2 separate regions of the Mus musculus genome follow, and region 1 is linked to region 2. The links are chromatin contacts, called in public promoter capture Hi-C maps. All regions are on one chromosome and are shown on one strand. Each heading gives the region's core, a stretch centred on a gene start, on an enhancer-like site or on the middle of the called end of the contact. The rest is flanking DNA. Distances are from core to core; before and after follow the strand shown.

Region 1 (3,776 bases), core at 30-2,529, 650 kb before region 2:
AGAACTTGTATTATGAACTACCACCACCAAGGCTATTGTTAGCACCTCTGCACACACTCTTTTATGGATGGCTTTGTTTCTAAGTTTGCTTTTTGCCACTTCCCTTTCTCCTCATTCTCTATTTTTCATTTTCCATATATTAGTCCATGGCACAAATGAATGCCAATAACTTCACTGGTGACATTGGAACAAAGGGTAGTTTTTTTTTTTTTCCTTCTGCATTAAAATTAGAAGGCAAAGACATAAGAAAGAAAGTACTGGAAAGTATGCAGTAGAACACGAAAATTAAAAACAAAGGATTGGAAAATGATATAGTGTGTCGGGTGGTAGTGGGAGGAGGCAGGAGGCAGGAGGCAGGAGGCAGGAGGCAGGAGGATCTCTGAGTTCAAGGCCAGCCTGACCTACAAACAGAGTTCCAGGACAGCCAGGGCAGTTATACAGAGAAACCCTGTTTCGAAAAACCAAAACAAACCAAACCAAACAAAGAAGGAAGGGGAGGAGGAGGAGAAGCAGCAGGAAGAGGAGGAGAAGGGAAGGAAGAGGAGGGAGGCGGAGGATCCTGACCCTGGAGACATATCTATACTGACTCTTCCCTAAGCATTACGTTTGCTGGTCAGCAAACAAAACATGACTCAGTTTACAGTATTCATGAGTGCAACCTGAACCTGCCAGCCCATGCTTGGCAGACTGATACTCACGGCTTCAGCTCACTAGGAATTGCCCTGCACAATGTACTTAAAATTGTTACATCATTATTTTGAAACAGTAGTTATTAAAGAATACTGTAGTTGAAAAGTTGGTGTAATTAAATCATGGTTTACAGAATAAACACGGACTAACCTGCTTCTTAAACAGCATCACTGGATGAAAACAGACCCCTTCAGGCTGCTGTACTTACCTTTCTTGTGTCACGTTTTAACTCCCTGAATTCTCTTTCCAGCAAGATGTAAGCTTTGGAGTACATACTGAGGTTGCTACTTGTCTTGGTTTACTCAGGGCAGAGTTCCTGACTGAGGTCTCCGGTCACCCTCTGACCCCTGGTTAACGGTTACTCACTCCGTAGTCAAGTAACTGCTAAGATTAGGATTTAACAGTGACTTTCTTTTCTGACTCCTCCAGACGGGAACTTCCCGAAGGAAGACTGGGGTCTTTCCTATCTGGGCTGTCTCAGCTTCCACCCCTAGACAAACTTGGGGACCACTTGAGAGATGCCGGAGTTGTTGGCTGGCCAAGAGGAAAAAAATGCAAACCCGAAGCAGCACTGCCAAGTTCTCTTTCTACCTGACAAGTAAAGGCTATGTTAGCTCAGCGGGACAAAGCAAACTGGTTGCCAAGCAACAGTCCTCTGGAGGCGGGGCGAGGTTGTCATCTAATCAGCTACCGGACTGTAGGTCCTCTTAGCCAATAGACAAACAGTTTCAGTGGGAAGGCCAATGAAGTCAGCATTCAGGATGACATCACCCACCCCTCAGTGCACCCGGACACCAGTGGGGTAGGGGGTCTTCCCTGCGCCCAGGACTTGTCTATAAATCATAAGCTTCTCAATAGTGCTTGTCCACTATGAACCTTTCTCTTTGACTGTCAGGTAACAAAAATATATGACTGGTACCCAAAGCTCATCACCCAACTGCCTTTTGCAAAAACCTCCCAAATTTCTGAAGTTGGAATTCCAATTTCTAAAGCTAAAACCATTCCTGCTTCCCAATGAGGGAGGCTTCTACCCCAGTTATTCATCCCCTGTCTTAGTCAGGGTTTCTATTCCTGCACAGACATCATGACCACAAAGCAAATATGGGAGGAAAGGGTTTATTCAGCCACATTGCTCTTGATCTCACAGAGCTCTTAACACCGAATGGATCTTTTAGCCCAAAGTTCCAAAGTCCTTCCACAGTCCTCCCCAAAACATGGTCAGGTTGTCACAGGAATACCCCACTATGCTGGTACCAATTTCTATATTAGTCGGAGTCACAGTTTTACTGCTGTGGACAGACACCATGACCAAGGCAAGTCTTCTTTTTTTTTTATTACATATTTTCCTCAATTACATTTCCAATGCTATCCCAAAAGTCCCCCATACCCTCCCCCACACTTCCCTACCCACCCATTCCCATTTTTTTTTGGCCCTGGCGTTTCCCTGTACTGGGGCATATACAGTTTGCGTGTCCAATGGGCCTCTCTTTCCAGTGATGGCCGGCTAGGCCATCTTTTTTTTTTTTTTTTTTTTCCATTTTTTATTAGGTATTTAACTCATTTACATTTCCAATGCTATACCAAAAGTCCCCCATATCCACCCACCCCCACTCCCCTGCCCACCCACTCCCCCTTTTTGGCCCTGGTATTCCCCTGTACTGGGGCATATAAAGTTTGCAAGTCCAATGGGCCTCTCTTTCCAGTGATGGCTGACTAGGCCATCTTTTGATATATATGCAGCTAGAGTCAAGAGCTCCGGGGTACTGGTTAGCTCATAATGTTGTTCCACCTATAGGGTTGCAGATCCCTTTAGCTCCTTGGCTACTTTCTCTAGCTCCTCCATTGGGAGCCCTATGATCCATCCATTAGCTGACTGTGAGCATCCACTTCTGTGTTTGCTGGGCCCCGGCATAGTCTCACAAGAGACAGCTACATCTGCGTCCTTTCAATAAAATCTTGCTAGTGTATGCAATGGTGTCAGCGTTTGGATGCTGATTATGGGGTGGATCCCTGGCTATGGCAGTCTCTACATGGTCCATCCTTTCATCTCAGCTCCAAACTCCGTCTCTGTAACTCCTTCCATGGGTGTTTTGTTCCCAAATCTAAGGAGGGGCATAGTGTCCACACTTCAGTCTTCATTCTCCTTGAGTTTCATGTGTTTAGCAAATTATATCTTATATCTTGGGTATCCTAGGTTTGGGGCTAATATCCACTTATCAGTGAATACATATTGTGTGAGTTTCTTTGTGAATGTGTTACCTCACTCAGGATGATGCCCTCCAGGTCCATCCATTTGGCTAGGAATTTCATAAATTCATTCTTTTTAATAGCTGAGTAGTACTCCATTGTGTAGATGTACCACATTTTCTGTATCCATTCCTCTGTTGAGGGGCATCTAGGTTCTTTCCAGCTTCTGGCTATTATAAATAAGGCTGCTATGAACATAGTGGAGCATGTGTCCTTCTTACCTGTTGGGGCATCTTCTGGATATATGCCCAGGAGAGGTATTGCTGGATCCTCCGGTAGTACTATGTCCAGTTTTCTGATGAACCGCCAGACTGATTTCCAGAGTGGTTGTACAAGCCTGCACTCCCACCAACAATGGAGGAGTGTTCCTCTTTCTCCACATCCTCGCCAGCATCTGCTGTCACCTGAATTTTTGATCTTAGCCATTCTGACTGGTGTGAGGTGGAATCTCAGGGTTGTTTTGATTTGCATTTCCCTGATGATTAAGGATGTTGAACATTTTTTCAAGTGCTTCTCTGCCATTCGGTATTCCTCAGGTGAGAATTCTTTGTTCAGTTCTGAGCCCCATTTTTTAATGGGGTTATTTGATTTTCTGAAGTCCACCTTCTTGAGTTCTTTATATATGTTGGATATTAGTCCCCTATCTGATTTAGGATAGGTAAAGATCCTTTCCCAATCTGTTGGTGGTCTTTTTGTCTTATTGACGGTGTCTTTTGCCTTGCAGAAACTTTGGAGTTTCATTAGGTCCCATTTGTCGATTCTCGATCTTACAGCACAAGCCATTGCTGTTCTGTTCAGGAATTTTTCCCCTGTGCCCATATCTTCAAGGCTTTTCCCCA
Region 2 (3,630 bases), core at 610-3,109:
GGTATTAAAGTTTGCATATATAGAATAAAAAAGATAAATATTATAACATCTCTATGAACTTAAATGTTAAGTAGAATAAGTCCTTAATAACTGATTTCTAATTATAGATGGATAGATATACACACTGTATATAATTTCTCAAATATACAATGATATCCTAAAGAACAATGATGTAGCATAATCCAAAAGAATCAGAACAAAGAAAATGCATACATGCATCATCTCAAAATAAGACTTCAGGGGAGACTTCACAGGGTTGTTAAGATTACAACAGTTCACAAATGTGAAACATACAGAATACTTCAGGACACACAAATGCTAAAGAAAACATACATGGAGTGAAATTCCCCAACAGTGAGGTTTTTTTTTTAATGCAAATCAACTGCAGTTGGATCCCCCCATAGCAGGATTAACTATCATTTCATTCACATTTCTATAATACAGCTCATGTCAAATCACTGGATATTTGAAGTTCCACCGATTACATTGAGCTTTATAAAGTTCCTTTACTAGTAATAATATTTAGTGTCTATACAGCATGTCTGCTCATAAGACATTAATATACAATCAAACGTCTTATTTAATCCTTTCTACACTGACCAGGCACTTTTTGTCCATTTTACAGATGATGAAATTGAGGGACAGAGATGTCACCCAGTCAGTGGTAATTTGTGAAATCTCAGTCATTTCTTCTTTTAATGTGAATGAAGGTTTATTGAACAAAGGCTACTATGCAGGGCAAAATTGTTCTGGTGGTCTAATGGCTTCCAACATTGCTTTATCCTGCGTTGACTTCTAAAAATACATTCCAATCTAATAAATTGAATAGTTCAAGTTGAACAATAAGATGACACAGGTAGGGTCCCCTTCAGGACTCATTGGATTCATACTCAGGAGGCCTAAATCACTGGCACCTTCTTGAATTATGTAGGTCTTTTACACTTGGGAAAGAAAGATAATAATCGCTTATCATGGATGAAGTACCCTATTTATAATACACAGACCGCCTGCCTGACACTTTCATATTACACCAGATTTAGAAGGACCCCATAGGGATGTGGTGTCACAGTCTGGTTACTGCAAATTGGTATCACCATAATTAAACATCGGTTTTAAACACATATGCGTGCGCGCCATCTCACAAACGGGAAAGAAAACTATTCCAATAAGGAAGAGCAAGCACTCGGCTTACAGCAAGCAATTTAAAAACATTTTTAAGGATCTTCAAGTGCTCCTTCCAAATGGGGTTATTCTCACATGAAAATCCCTGGACAGAAATGTTCCAGAATTCTATTCTTTCCCTTCCTGTGAAGACAGTCCAAACTGAAGCTTAAATAAATATATAATTGCACCCCTAGGGCTCGGAAACCACCTTTTATTTAAAATTCTAGCCCAAGTCTGAGACAGGGGCCTGGAGAGTATATTGTAGCAAACGGCTCCATAAATAACTAGGCACACAATAAGCAGGAAAAATAAACTGTTAAAAGCGCCTAAGGCGTCTAAAGGGCCAAATGAAAACAGAGAGCCATCCAGTCACCGTCGCTGCACCGTGAAACAGTCACAACTAATCCCAGACAAGCTCTCTCCGTTTTTTGTACTCCTCTGGCCACGATGCTGCATCCCCTTGTGTGTTTCGGGGCATGCACCGGCTCTTAGGAGGACACAGAAGTAAACGTAGCAGATGGGAGAGGCGGCCGCACAATGAAGAGCAGAGCGAGCGACAGAGCAAGAGAGAGGCTTGGTGGCTACCTAATTTCAGCTCACAAACCAAGAAGAGCAGCCAATTTTCGTTAGTAGATCCGCGAACCTCTCGGCGCAACCGGACAGACCTCCGCCTTTTTTAGATTACCATAGCAACTGCGCCTCGCCGCCACCGGAAATAAGAGGCAGAGCACCTTCCAAACGCTCCGACCAGAGATTTGTGGACCATTGACCGAGAGAGAACAGCCATGGCATTGTAGCTTATCTGTTGCGAGGCTGGCATGTCCACAATAGTGAGGAGGGTCGTGCGCTGCATGCGGCTGGGGCTAAATGGATTCTGGCCTTAGACTCCCTGCACCATTTCCTTGAACACGTTCAGGCTCTTTCTCGCGCGGAGACTGTTTCCGGCGAGCTGCATACGGGGTGACACCTCATCCAGCGCTTACTACGCGGGCTTTTTATGCTTCCGCGTTTGCGGTTTCTCAGTTGGTTCTGTCCAGCAACGGAGTCCCGAAATGCCGTAGGTATCCCTTCCCCAGACGTTGCTGTTTTGTGGGCCCTCTATGAGCAAAAAGAGTATACAGGAAGAGTATGCCGTCCCATGGTCACCTTGTCTTTTTTATTTCTATAAACTTTTCTCTGTTGACAGCGTCGGGATGCTTGGTATTCCCAACCTACCTCTACCCTTCCAACACTTCTTTGACTCTTAAAACTTCACATCATTGTGTAAGCTGCGGGCTAAATCTGAGTAATGTCTAACTTGAAATGACTAAGAATGAAAGAGTATATTAAGTAAACATTTCTCTGTAATTTGTAGAATTTTTAAATGCTTGTTAAGCATTTGTGTAGTGAGTTCTCTGAAACTCGGGAGAGATTTCATGGACTGAATGGATTTCAGGCACTGAAAGATTCTTAAGATTATCACTTAGCAACTCAGTAATAAGTGATTTACTTTTCTTACTTATAAAAATAAGCTTGAAAAAAGTAAAAAGTGGGTTTGTATTGGGTCATCTTTAAGTTACAGCCCAACCCCAATAATGTGATTACCGAAAATGACCATAGTAGAGATGGGTATTGTGCTAGACTGCTACCCTTCGGCTACCCTACATAGGCTATATAAAGCACAGTTAGCGGTTGTATAAACAGGTTTTTTTTTTTTTTTGTTTTGTTTTGTTTTTAAAAAAAACAGGGTCTTTTTAAAGAATTTGAGGGAGGAGGAAGACCTAACTCTTGTAATACTTCTTTGGCTACCCCCGTACCAGGCTGATTTAGGTACTTCCTGCTAGGGTAACATTTTCCTGTTTGAGTAAAATGCAAACTAAGATATTATCGGGGATACTTGTGTAAGATATGAGCTGACATAAAAGAAGGAGGACCTTCGGAAATAACAATATTTATTAACTCACCATTCTAAAAAGGTTTATCTTTTAATGCATTAGAAAAATGTCTATTATAACATTGCTGGCAAAGATGAGGGAACAAAACTTAAGCAGGAAAAGAATGAAAATGAATTTGGTGTGTAAACTATGTTCCTGATCTGTTTACAGAAGTGAGGAACCAAAATCTATTGGAAGTGGATATTTTTCTGGCAACTGGCAACTTTAATATATGAGTAGATGTTGTTATATTAGAAGAGTTTCATTAAGTACATTGACATCCCATATTTTTAGCAGTTGTGTTGGTTGGTCCATTTTTCTAAAGAATCAGGGGCTTGTATAACCCAGGCTGATCTTAAACTCACTTTGTAGCTGAAGAAAACAACAAACTTCTAATTTTCCGTCCACCTCCCCCAGTGCTGGGATTGCATACCGCCCACTGTTTATTCAGTGCTGGGGGTCCAACCTAAAGCTTTGTGTATAGTAACTGAGCACTGTACCTGATGAACTACATCCTAGACCCAGCTTTGCTGCTAATGTGTTTTAGCAAAGA

What was found. Promoter capture Hi-C pulls out the DNA fragments that hold promoters and counts their contacts.
Region 1: a contact with region 2 is called in a promoter capture Hi-C map of embryonic stem cells, with 4 times the contacts expected there. The contact joins the promoter of Ube2u here to the promoter of Efcab7 in region 2. A contact is called at or near these places in 5 of 39 promoter capture datasets (cranial neural crest, embryonic stem cells, hippocampal neurons and 1 more).

What each region holds. Positions count from the first base shown.
Region 1 is chr4:100,476,370-100,480,145 of GRCm38.p6, reverse strand. It overlaps Ube2u (ubiquitin-conjugating enzyme E2U (putative)), which reads right to left and starts at 1,279. Exons shown (of 10, transcript NM_001033773.4): 1 at 899-1,279. The coding sequence starts at 964.
Region 2 is chr4:99,827,674-99,831,303 of GRCm38.p6, reverse strand. Efcab7 (EF-hand calcium binding domain 7) reads right to left here and starts at 1,859. Exons shown (of 14, transcript NM_145549.2): 1 at 1,750-1,859. It overlaps Itgb3bp (integrin beta 3 binding protein (beta3-endonexin)), which reads left to right and starts at 2,146. Exons shown (of 9, transcript NM_026348.4): 1 at 2,146-2,221. The coding sequence starts at 2,217.